2 separate regions of the Mus musculus genome follow, and region 2 is linked to region 1. A link is a contact called in public HiChIP or PLAC-seq data. All regions are on one chromosome and are shown on one strand. The core of a region is the stretch at or near the end of the contact, and the rest is flanking DNA. Distances in the headings are between cores, read along the strand shown. Region 1 has its middle 180 kb from the start of 4930528P14Rik. Region 2 has its middle 49 kb from the start of Gm31590.

Region 1 (5,168 bases), core at 762-3,261:
AACTGGGGGAAGTAATTTTTAATAGTATTTTAAACTTTCGGTATGTTTTTGTTTATGAAGGTTGAAAATGCAAGTGATGCATATGAAAGTCATAGCATTGGATGCAAATTGATTTTAGTGGCTAGAAGTACAAGAGTTTTAGGTTTCCTTTTTCAGATTTATTCAAGATTTAATTTCAAATAAATTTTTTTCTAATGGAACATATTGGTGTAGATTTTTTATCTGTTACTTTGAGCCCGCCATATGAAGCTAGAGATGTTACTAAATAGTCTAGGTGAGAAAGAACAGCTTTGGCATCATGTTTCCCCAGTACTGTGGCTGTAGGTACGATATACACCAGCAGACAAAGAAGAGAATGACTCTTGCAGCATCTTGCCAAGCTTTCACATTTCAACGTAAAATTTCAATGTACCATCAGCCTTATAAACACATATATCAACTAACTATAGATAGTGTTGCCTTCCAGAAATTCATTCTGTGTCCTAATGTTTAGGAAGTTGAGATTTTGTCAAATGAGTTTTGAATCAGCTCTAATGACGCCATTATTTAGATGTTTGATATATTCTTTAGTCATTTTTTATTACTTATTGAGAAATCAATTGACTTCATCAGTTTCATCTGTGTTGTTTTCAAGTGTACTGTCATAGGATAGCCCAGGGGTAAGTCACTTGCCCATCATCTGCAAGGTTCTAGGTTCAACTTCCAGCATTCCAGGACTGTTATAAAGGTATTCTACATTTTCACATATAATCTTCTAAAGTCCCAAATTCTTTAATTTTCTCTCTTTTTTCCTACACTATTTTTAATTCTTAGTTTTCTTGATTGTGGGTGCTTGTGAGTTTCTTTAACATAGTTTCCTTCACTTTTCCTATACTCCTAGTCTATAGAGGTAACTTGTGTTTTCTTCATTATGCCTTTCTGCTGAAGTGAAACTGTATTGCCTACCATAAAAATAGAGATCTTTGAGATGCAGCTAGATAAAGTTTTCTCCTTTCATATGTTATTCAGACTTTCAGGTCAAAAGGAATGCATATAAGAGATCTCAGTACCCTTGCTTCTCTGTCCTGTTAATATCCTCAGAGAAACTTCTATCACTGCTTCTAGATTAGTCTGTTTATGAATTTGATGGAACTCAAAATTGATATTTATCCTAGTTGGAGAAACTCTCACATGGGGTCTTCTTGACCTACACACACACACGCACACACACACACACACACACACGAGAGAGAGAGAGAGAGAGAGAGAGAGAGAGAGAGAGAGAGAGAGGGAGAGAGAGAGAGAGAGAGAAAGGAATTTTCAAAAAAGCTCCAGCCAGCCACAGTGTTTAATGAGGACACATGAATGAGGAAGTGACAGGTAACAGAGGTAATTATAAATACTGATGTAGATCTCATAATAATTGTAAGTACAATCATATTTTCTTATTGTCTTTTCTTTGGTATATATCTGTGTGTGTGTGTGTGTGTGTGTGTGTGTGTGTGTGTGTGTGTGTAAATTTTGTGTATACTACCCAATTTTTTTTATCCTCAGTGTTTCCTGAAGTTTATGATTTAACTGAATTTAATTTGCCTGTGTATTTTTAAATATGCCCTCCTTCTGTAGGCTAGCTGGAACTCCCTTTGTAGCCTAGTCTGGCCTCAGATGTATGAAAACCCCCTGCAACAGCCTCCTAAATATAAAATTTGATGTTTTATGTTGAAAAATACCAAATAGAGTTGGCCATTATAGATTGGATGAAGGAAACATCCCCAAGGACCCAGTGATAGAGCTAGAGATTTGGGACTTTCCAGGCTTTCAGAGTTTAGCTTGTTTCTCTGACACAAGATCTAATTGCATTGCCTAAAACTGGAACAGGTTTCCACCATTATTTGAACACTAAGGTGGAAGTCAGAGTTTGAATTCTGAAATGACTCAGTGAGCATCGATGATTCTCTGCTTCCTCGTGACTTGTCTCCTGTTTACCTTTCCACTGCAAGTATTACTCACTTGTGTGTCCCTCAACCTTTGTGAGCAAGATGTCATTTATAACACTGTAGAGCTGTGACCATCTTTGCTGTGTTCTTCTGTTAGATACTGTGTATCTGAAGCTCACTATGTCACAGACTTGGCAGGTCCATCACTGTCTGTGCTCTGCTCCTCTCTCGGCTTACATTTTATTTACTTTTGACCTCTGAGGGTCTAACCAACTGATCAATGCACTTAAAAAGAACAATGAAACTGTCAGTACATTGAGGTGGCTATCAATAAGAATATAAATCTAAACTACCTGCTGTGTCCTGATTCAGTTGCACTATGCAATGGCAACTTTCTTAGTATTTTTTTTGTAGTTTTATAATTCGTCTTTATTGAACATAATTTGTTTCATACAATATACTCTGATCATGTTTTCTCCTTCCCCAACTCTCCCCAGATCTCCACATCCCATTATTTGATGGGAGAGGACCGTGGATCTCAAGGATGTTCTTGGTGGCTCTTTCATTTTTCCCTTACATTTGTGTTGCTGTTAGCTAAATATGCATGGCAGAAGACAGAATCTATCTGGTAATTCAAAAGCCTCTTTCTAAGAGTTATTTCCCATCCAAAGGGCATGGAATGATGGGTGCGCCGAACATTCTGAACATCACATAGTGTTCAAGTGTGAAGAAGCAGTAGCTCTTTATGGTGCTTCAAACCACCAATTTCTGACCCAATTTCTTCCTCAGCATAAGACCTTTGAGGAAGCACGGTTACAAGATGACTGTTCTTGTAAATCTATGCCCATGAACTATGTCTACAGTATTTCTTGTTGGAGCTGTGAATCGATGGCCTTGTATGCCCTTTCCTTTGTACCATCTGAGATCATAATTAGCAGTCTCAACATTCTGCTGGTTCTAACCGTCATCTGGTATCTATTATATCTGATGAGTGGTTTGCCATCAGCTCAAATGCCTTTTCCTTGCAGATTATCAGTCCTGCTTGCCTGGCAGCTTCTATGATTTTTTTTTTCTTTTCTATAGTCTGCAGTTGAAACAAGCATTGTCTATTTTTTTTTAATTCAAACATTTCTATTTGTCCTGCTTCATACTTTCAATTGCTTTGATCTCAGAACATTAAGAAAATTCTTTTTCTTCAAATGCTTCTTCCACTCACAGTACTCATGGTCCTGCAGCTCCAGTGCCCTGAAGGGATTGTGTACCCCATACACCCAGGGCACCCTGAGCTCCCCATCACATGCTTCTGCTTTCCCCTTCCACACTACGATATGGAAAATTCTTTTTTAGCAAAATTGGTCCCTTCTCAACTCTGTTCAGTGCTAATGTTGCTATGTCTCTTGATATGTTGCATTTTGACTAGTGTATGTCTCCGTGACAGCATTCCTAATTTGTTTCCTATCTTCTCAGTCCCACTTCATAATGCGCATTGTTCTTCTGTTATCTCTCATTTCTTTCTTTCTTTTTTTTTTCATAGAGCATGGTCTTCATTTGTACTTGGCCATTGAGCATATTCATATTAAAACTTAGCTAAGATGGTTCATCAGACTATTTCTCCATGAGAAGACTATGTTCCTTCTGCTTATTTTTGTGCCTGACTTTCTTGATTGTAGATTTAATTGTCTACTTAGTGAACAGGCTATGAACCAAGGCTTAGAGTGCAATGCGTGTCTGAAAGGTGATGAAAGCAGATAGTGAAAAGTGGCTCTGGAGAAAGGGTGTGTCACAATGTAGGTAACTCTTATATGGGGCTGGGAGTTAGTTCATTCACTAGGAAAACACTGGGACATGGTGTAGAACACACTGGTCATAAATGCCCTACCTAAGTTCAGTAAGATCTATGAACTAATTTCCTTTAGTCAGTTTGACACTACTCCCAAAGGGTAGTGATTCTTTTTTACCCTTAGTAGGGCAGGTGACCAAGCCAGTTCAGTCAGTCAACAGAGTCTCTGGTGAGGGAGAGAGAATTGAAAGGAAAAGAAATTGTACCACACTATAACATGACTTCAGCCAGTTCTGAAGCTGAAATAAATGCCTTTATTTTTTCCAAGTCTCATTTTTTATACCATTTTAAGTACACGCAGGTCAGTTCTAGGTCAAGGAACAAACAAATTGTAAACAAAAATAGTCAAGGGACAAACAAAAAAATAAACAAAGTCCCATGGTATTCTGGGACTTATCAAGATGATCAAGATCTTGAGCCTACTTCCTTGTCCTAGCCCAATGTCAAATTCTTGCCAAATTCCTAGAATTGGCCCCCAACACGTTCCACTAGCAGATTAGTAGGTTTGGTAGATTTTACTCACCACAGGGGGTGGTGGTGGCGGGGATGACAAAAGCAAAACAAACAAACAAACAAACAGTGGGAGCTAGAAGTAGACCAGGCTGAGTGGTGAGAGCAATAAAGATATCTGAGGCTAAATTAGCTGTGTTCATGCTTGAGGTTTATGGAAAGAATTTTACTTCTTTCTTGGCTCTCTCCCTTTAGGCATCATCTGTTTTTCCTTCTACATGTGTGTTCCTGTGAATGCTTGTGTGTGTGTTGTTAATGCATGTTGAGATGTGTAACAGTGCATGGGTGTGAGTGTGTATTTGCATGTAAAGACTCGGGATTAATATCTGGACTCTTCTTGGATTACTTTCCACTTTATGGATTGAGAAAGAGTCTCTCACTTGAACCCAGAGTTTGCCAGTACAGCTAATCGGGTACCTAGCTTGCTTCAGGAATCCCCTATTCCAGCCTTCAGAAGGCAGCAGTTTCAACATGACCTCTAGGAATTTATGTCAGTCTGGGAATCTGAATTCTGGCACTCAGACCTGTGGGGCAGTAAACAGTGAGAAGTTTCCCCAGCCTACTTTGCAGATTTTATCATGTCATTTTCTTACATGATTAATGTTGGTTGGTCTCCTCCATTGCCATTGTCATCCTTCGACCCCAGCAACACATTTCCACTTTTATATCACATGTGTCCCTCCCCTTACACACCTTTTCCCTTAAATCCTTCTTGCCTTCTCATGAGCATCTTTCACATTTGCTGGCCTCTACCCACATTTACTTCCACATCAATATTCATACATAAAAATTAATATTTAGAATCTGTGTATCAAGCAGCGGTCGCCATCTTGCTTCCGGGACTCAGCAGAACTTAGGAAATTAGTCTGAACAGGTTAGAGGGTGCACCAGAGAACCGGACA
Region 2 (5,168 bases), core at 957-3,456, 690 kb before region 1:
CCCAATTCGCTAGCCACCCTCAGGGGCACACTGCTTACAGATGGTTTCTCCTTCCACTGGCTCTTCCTAGTAAAAGTTCTCTTCCCGGTAAAAGTTCTTGGAGAGAATTAAATGTGTTGTGTTAATAACCCAGTTCTGCTACTGCTCTCTCCTGCAAACTTGAAGTCTAGTGATCAGGTGCCCAAAGAAGTCCAAAGATGAGAGTCCCGAGGCCCAGTGACTGGGATGAAGAGCATGGTAGAGAAACTTTCTAAAAAGCAGAGAGAGGAAAATTGAGCTGTGATGAGCTGTAATCAGAGAGCAGGGAGTGGCAGACAGTGAGTCTTCCTGACTTCTTTATAATTTAAAAAAAGAGGTAACAAAAGGGAATCGGATGCCCGAGAATTACATTTTTTTTTTAACCCAAAGACAGTTTAAAAGTGCGTCCTCAGAGGTGCCGGGAAGGGCCTGAACGTCTCAGAGGATCCACTCAGAAAGCTCCCTTTGCAATTCACTCTCAGTTAATTTGCTGGGAATGAGAAGACTGGGCAAAGGGCTATGTGTGTGGTGAACGGAGGGCTTAAGTAAGTATGATGGGAAGGGGCACCTACATATAATGAGGCTGCTGTTTTAAGCTGAATAGAAAAGAAGTGAGGTAGACAAAAGCCACACACACACACACACACACACACTCACACACTCACACACAGTGCACTTTAAAATTATTCTCACCTACCTGTCTTCTTTTCTTCTCTAACTACACACTGTATGGACTCCTATATATAGGTGGGGGATACTCAATGTGTCCTATTGTCTGCAGACCCACCGGACAGATTCCCATTTCTGTAGACTCCTGACTGTAAGCCTAGACCGTGGCCTTTTTTATCAAGGGAGTCAGGCTTTGTTAATGTATTTGTACTTTTCTGCTTTCAGTCTAGGTTTCTGCTTTGTAGGAAGGAGGAGGTACAAGGAGGGGGAGGGGAGCAGAACACAAAGACTATCTAGTTCTCACCGAGCAGGTTTCAAAATAGAACTTAATGGGAAGAAAGAATAAAAATAAGGAGGAGTGTGAGAATTGTGCATTACAACAAATTTACCAGTACACGAAGAATTTTTTTTCCTTTTGAGGATTTTGTTTTCTTCATATTGAAACATTTTCAAATTTTAATCCTTAGCAGACAAAACCTCAATATAAATATGACATGGGCCACTGGCAAAAAAAAAAAAAAGAAAAAAAAAAGAAAAAGAAAAAAGAAAAGAAAAAAGAAAGAAAGAAAAAGAAAAAAGAACTTAAACTCAGTGCCCAGAGGGGAGGGGCGCAGGGAGAAGAGAGGGCCCTTTCTGATTAATAACTAGCAGGGTAATGTTGAGGGCTTTTTCTGCCCGATTGCCTTTTTGAATTAGAGCCGATTTCTTCACACTTCAATAGTGCCTGTCTCCTTTAAAATGATTGGCAGATCTGTTTCTCTTTTTTCTCTCCCTGAGACTTAATGATGTAAATTTTCTAATTAGTTAAATCATATTGCTTAAAGGGCTAATATTTACCGTGTAAGAAATGATCATTCTGATTTGGACCTCTTGAAATATTTCGAGAAATAACATTTGGCTTTTAGGTTGAGGGATGGGGTGGGGGGAGGGGGGAGGCGCTAGTGGAGTGAGGGAAGGCACGGACCGGCAACATGTTAAATTAATAGTTCAAGTTGAGCTGGGCTCACACCCCAAGTCCGCTTTTATTTTTCAATCAGCGAAGATTTAATTGGCAGCCCTCGGGCCGGGCGATCTGATATTTTCTCATTAGTTTCCCATCACTAATCTTGAGTGGTAGGTTGTCTTACAGGTTGTCAACATTTGACCAATTTTATTTAAGGGGGGTGGGGGGTGGGATGGGGGCGCATTATGACTTCGGGATGTGAGACCTGCAAATAAATCCTGCTTGGATCAGCGGAACTAACAGGCGAAAAAAATGTTGACTATTCATCGTCGTTTCTAATAAGTTGCATTAATATATATTTCAAGAGGGTGTGATTATATGTGCTCTGTAAAGACACAGATGAAAAGAGGTCGGAGCTGCAGCACTAAACTAGTTGAAGTGAAACGTAGATACATTTCCAGCCGAAGGTAAATAAGCCGAGTGGAATCGTTGTTGAGGGTTTAGGAGGTACGATCCTCCTCCCCTTCCTCTTGCAGCTGCGTGAAACCGCCAAGCCTGTGTCACCGAGCTCTGAGCGGCTCCGCGGGCTGGTCCACAGATAACATCAGAGCGCCCCCTGCTGGCCTTCAGGGCAGACCGCGGCGGGACAGCCCCCCGCGAAGCCAACGGTGTTTTTCTGCGCCCCCCACCCTTCTCCACCTACCCTTTCCACTACTCTCACCCTCGTCCGCTGCAGCGAGGGAATAGCTTGTCATGGCTGAACATTTAAATGAATAAATTTTAAAAATAATAATAAAACAGGAAAGTACTCACACCTTTCACTTGGCCTCGGGGAATAAACGACCAAATGCCTAAGCAAAAGGATTCGTTTTCTAATCTCCTTATTCTGTAGGGGTTTGATCAAGTTTGCTTTTTCCCCCCTTGCAGATTTAACTTCCAAAGATATATTTTAATGGACAACCCTGAAGGCTTTTTATTATTATTGCTATTAAAAAATAGATATCTGATGAGGGGCAACAAGAAATGCCAAATAATATTTCTTGTACTTGTAAAAGCAAACTCCGGGGGGGGGGATTTCACAGGTTTATAAAAGTCTACAGGAATCGCTTTTGGAATTTAAGCAGTTCTCAATTTGAGGTAATTCCTTTTGCACACATCTTTGGGATCCCAGAGCATTCAAAATGTGTGTGTGTGTGTGTGTGTGTGTGTGTGTGTGTGTGTGTGTGTGTGTCTGTCTGTCTGTCTGTCTGTCTTAGTTGTCACAGTATCCATACACAAACAGGTCTTTTCCATGCCTGTGTTTTTCTTCCCTGACCCTGTTTTCTTGCTTTTGCTGAACGCGGACAGAGCGGCTGAAGCGCACCCCAATATCCTGCCGCCTCCGGAGTGTAAGCACTTCATCTCTCTGCACCGCAAGGTGCGCCGTTTGGTTTCAGAGAGTTGGGGTTTGGTGCACAGCGGCGTACTTCTAGCGTCCAGATTACTCTCTCCTGGGATTTCTGCACAGGGTAGAAGGCGCAAGCAAGCAGGTAACGCGACCCATCTCCATCGCCTCTGCCTCTGGGAGAAGACGCTGACAAAGCAGCCGTGTCAGAAGGGTCTCCCCGCCGCAGTTGGACCCCCCACATCAGACATGGCAATCTACCACGCGGAACGACTTTGGCTTCTCAGGGAGTTTTTGGTTTTTATTTTAAAGAATCAGATTGCGGGTTTTTCTGAGAGCAATTCTGAGGAACGAGGCTCTGGGGAAGGAAAGAACGGTGCATTTGGAAAAGGTGTGTCTTTCCTCCCCAGTGCTTCTAATTCTTGGATTGCGCAATCCATTCTCTACCCTGGCTCTTCTGCAGATTCCACTTTCACATCTCAGATCCCCACCCTCGTTTGTGGATGTTGGAGGTCTGGGTCAGGCACCCTGGGACCCCACAGAAAGGGGCGCTTCTAGGAAAAGGCAGTGGTGGGAGTTAACCCAGATCTTTTGGGCAGAATAGGGATGGCTAAGTGCAGCTGAGCTTGAAATATTGTTAGGGACTATTGTAATAACTGAGATAGATTTAAATATGCACCAGCAAGCAAGCTGTTATGCCGAGAAGGAATCTGTTTTGAAGTTCATTGCATTACTTTAAAAGTACATTCTTCTCTGAGGAAGTCTGCCACTGCGGTTGACTTTTTTGAAAGGTCCCCTTTAAGCTCAGTAAAGTGTAAGAGAAGTTACTGCACAACACATGGACCGCCTTAAATATATGTGTACATAGGTATTTGCGTGCCCAGGGAATGCATAGCTGTCCGTGCAACTATATAAACACAATAAAACAAACACAAGGGAGTGGACCCCGCTGCAGCTGAACTCAGAACAAGAAGCAGTCAGCACTATACTCTCACACTCACGAGGGAGGAAGGGTAGAAATCCCACTGTGTTTGGTTACAAACAGCTTAATAAAATTGGGAGGCATTGACAGTCTGGTCAGTGTTCTAAATAAATTGACACGAAGGTCCTCCAGAAGAGACAGAAAATACCTCACCATCAATCTTAAGCCACTTGCCGATTATGATTGCAAGAAAGAGATCACCGAGACTTAGCTTCTCAAATGGCTTGTTAACAGCCCCATGCCTATGTTTTGGCAACAAAATTAACTCTCCAGGAGGAAATAAAATTTTAAAATTTGTTTTGTTTTGCTTTAAAGGCAAAGAAAAATCATCCAAGGAACTTGCTTTTAACACCCTGGATTTGTTGCTGGTCAGAGACTGCTCTTCCCTTCTAGTTTGCTCAGTTGGGCCGACAAAAGAAACGGGATCAACTGATACCTCCATGGGATAAAAGAAAACACTAATATCAGCCTTTAGTTTTCCCTCTTGCTTAGAAGAACTTTATTTTTAATGTCCAGCGTTTTTGTGGTTGAAAGTTGTGCAGATGTAAAAGATGTTAGTTACCTTGTCCACAGCTATCAGGCGACTGGTGTCACTTGAATTTTGCAAGCTTTTTGTATCCATTTGAGTTCGTGAGAAAGAGAATTAGATACCAATATTGTGCACTTTCAAGTAGGTACCCTCCACCCCATCCCTCTCTCAACAGCACCCAAGCCTGCATCTGAATCCTGATGCCCTAATAACCACACTTTACAGAAAAAGGTGGTTAAGCTTTCCATCACTGGGCAGTCTGACAAAGATGCAGCCTCTCTTTGCCCCTAGAGTCCCAAGAAAGAGTGTCTCCACATACGCAAATATTTTTTTTCTATGTTTTCCTTAGAAACTTGAATTGGGTGAACATTTCGGAGGGGTCCTGAATAATTAACATTTCAAAAGGCAAAATGCTGAACAAAGAGAGACAGGTACCAACAACAAAAATATAAAATGAACCGTGCTTTAAAAAAAAAAAATCAACTGTACAGTTACAGATGCCACATCTCAACCTCTCTCACCGAGTGACCCGCTCTCCTAGCACTGAAGCCCTCTCTCCACCAGAGATTCAGGAAAACTGGGGTGTCTGGGGAGAGAGAAAGGGATGGGACCTCCTGGCAGCCTACTCTTCCCACCTGTTCCC

What was found. HiChIP or PLAC-seq counts read pairs in DNA pulled down with a chosen protein or histone mark.
Region 2: an HNF4G HiChIP or PLAC-seq map of pancreatic cancer cells shows a contact between it and region 1. The contact joins two enhancer-like sites. A contact is called at or near these places in 1 of 115 datasets of contacts at active chromatin or transcription factors (pancreatic cancer cells) and 1 of 9 other capture datasets (embryonic stem cells).

What each region holds. Positions count from the first base shown.
Region 1 is chr2:115,163,069-115,168,236 of GRCm38.p6, reverse strand. No RefSeq gene overlaps it. Among named protein-coding and RNA genes, the nearest start is that of 4930528P14Rik, 180 kb to the left of the region's middle. Within about 2 kb of position 2,011, at least 3 of the 459 cell types and tissues checked have an H3K27ac peak or open chromatin away from gene starts, as enhancers often do. A contact at or near this core is called in pancreatic cancer cells, where this site is marked.
Region 2 is chr2:115,853,044-115,858,211 of GRCm38.p6, reverse strand. No RefSeq gene overlaps it. Among named protein-coding and RNA genes, the nearest start is that of Gm31590, 49 kb to the right of the region's middle. Within about 2 kb of position 2,206, at least 48 of the 459 cell types and tissues checked have an H3K27ac peak or open chromatin away from gene starts, as enhancers often do. A contact at or near this core is called in pancreatic cancer cells, where this site is marked.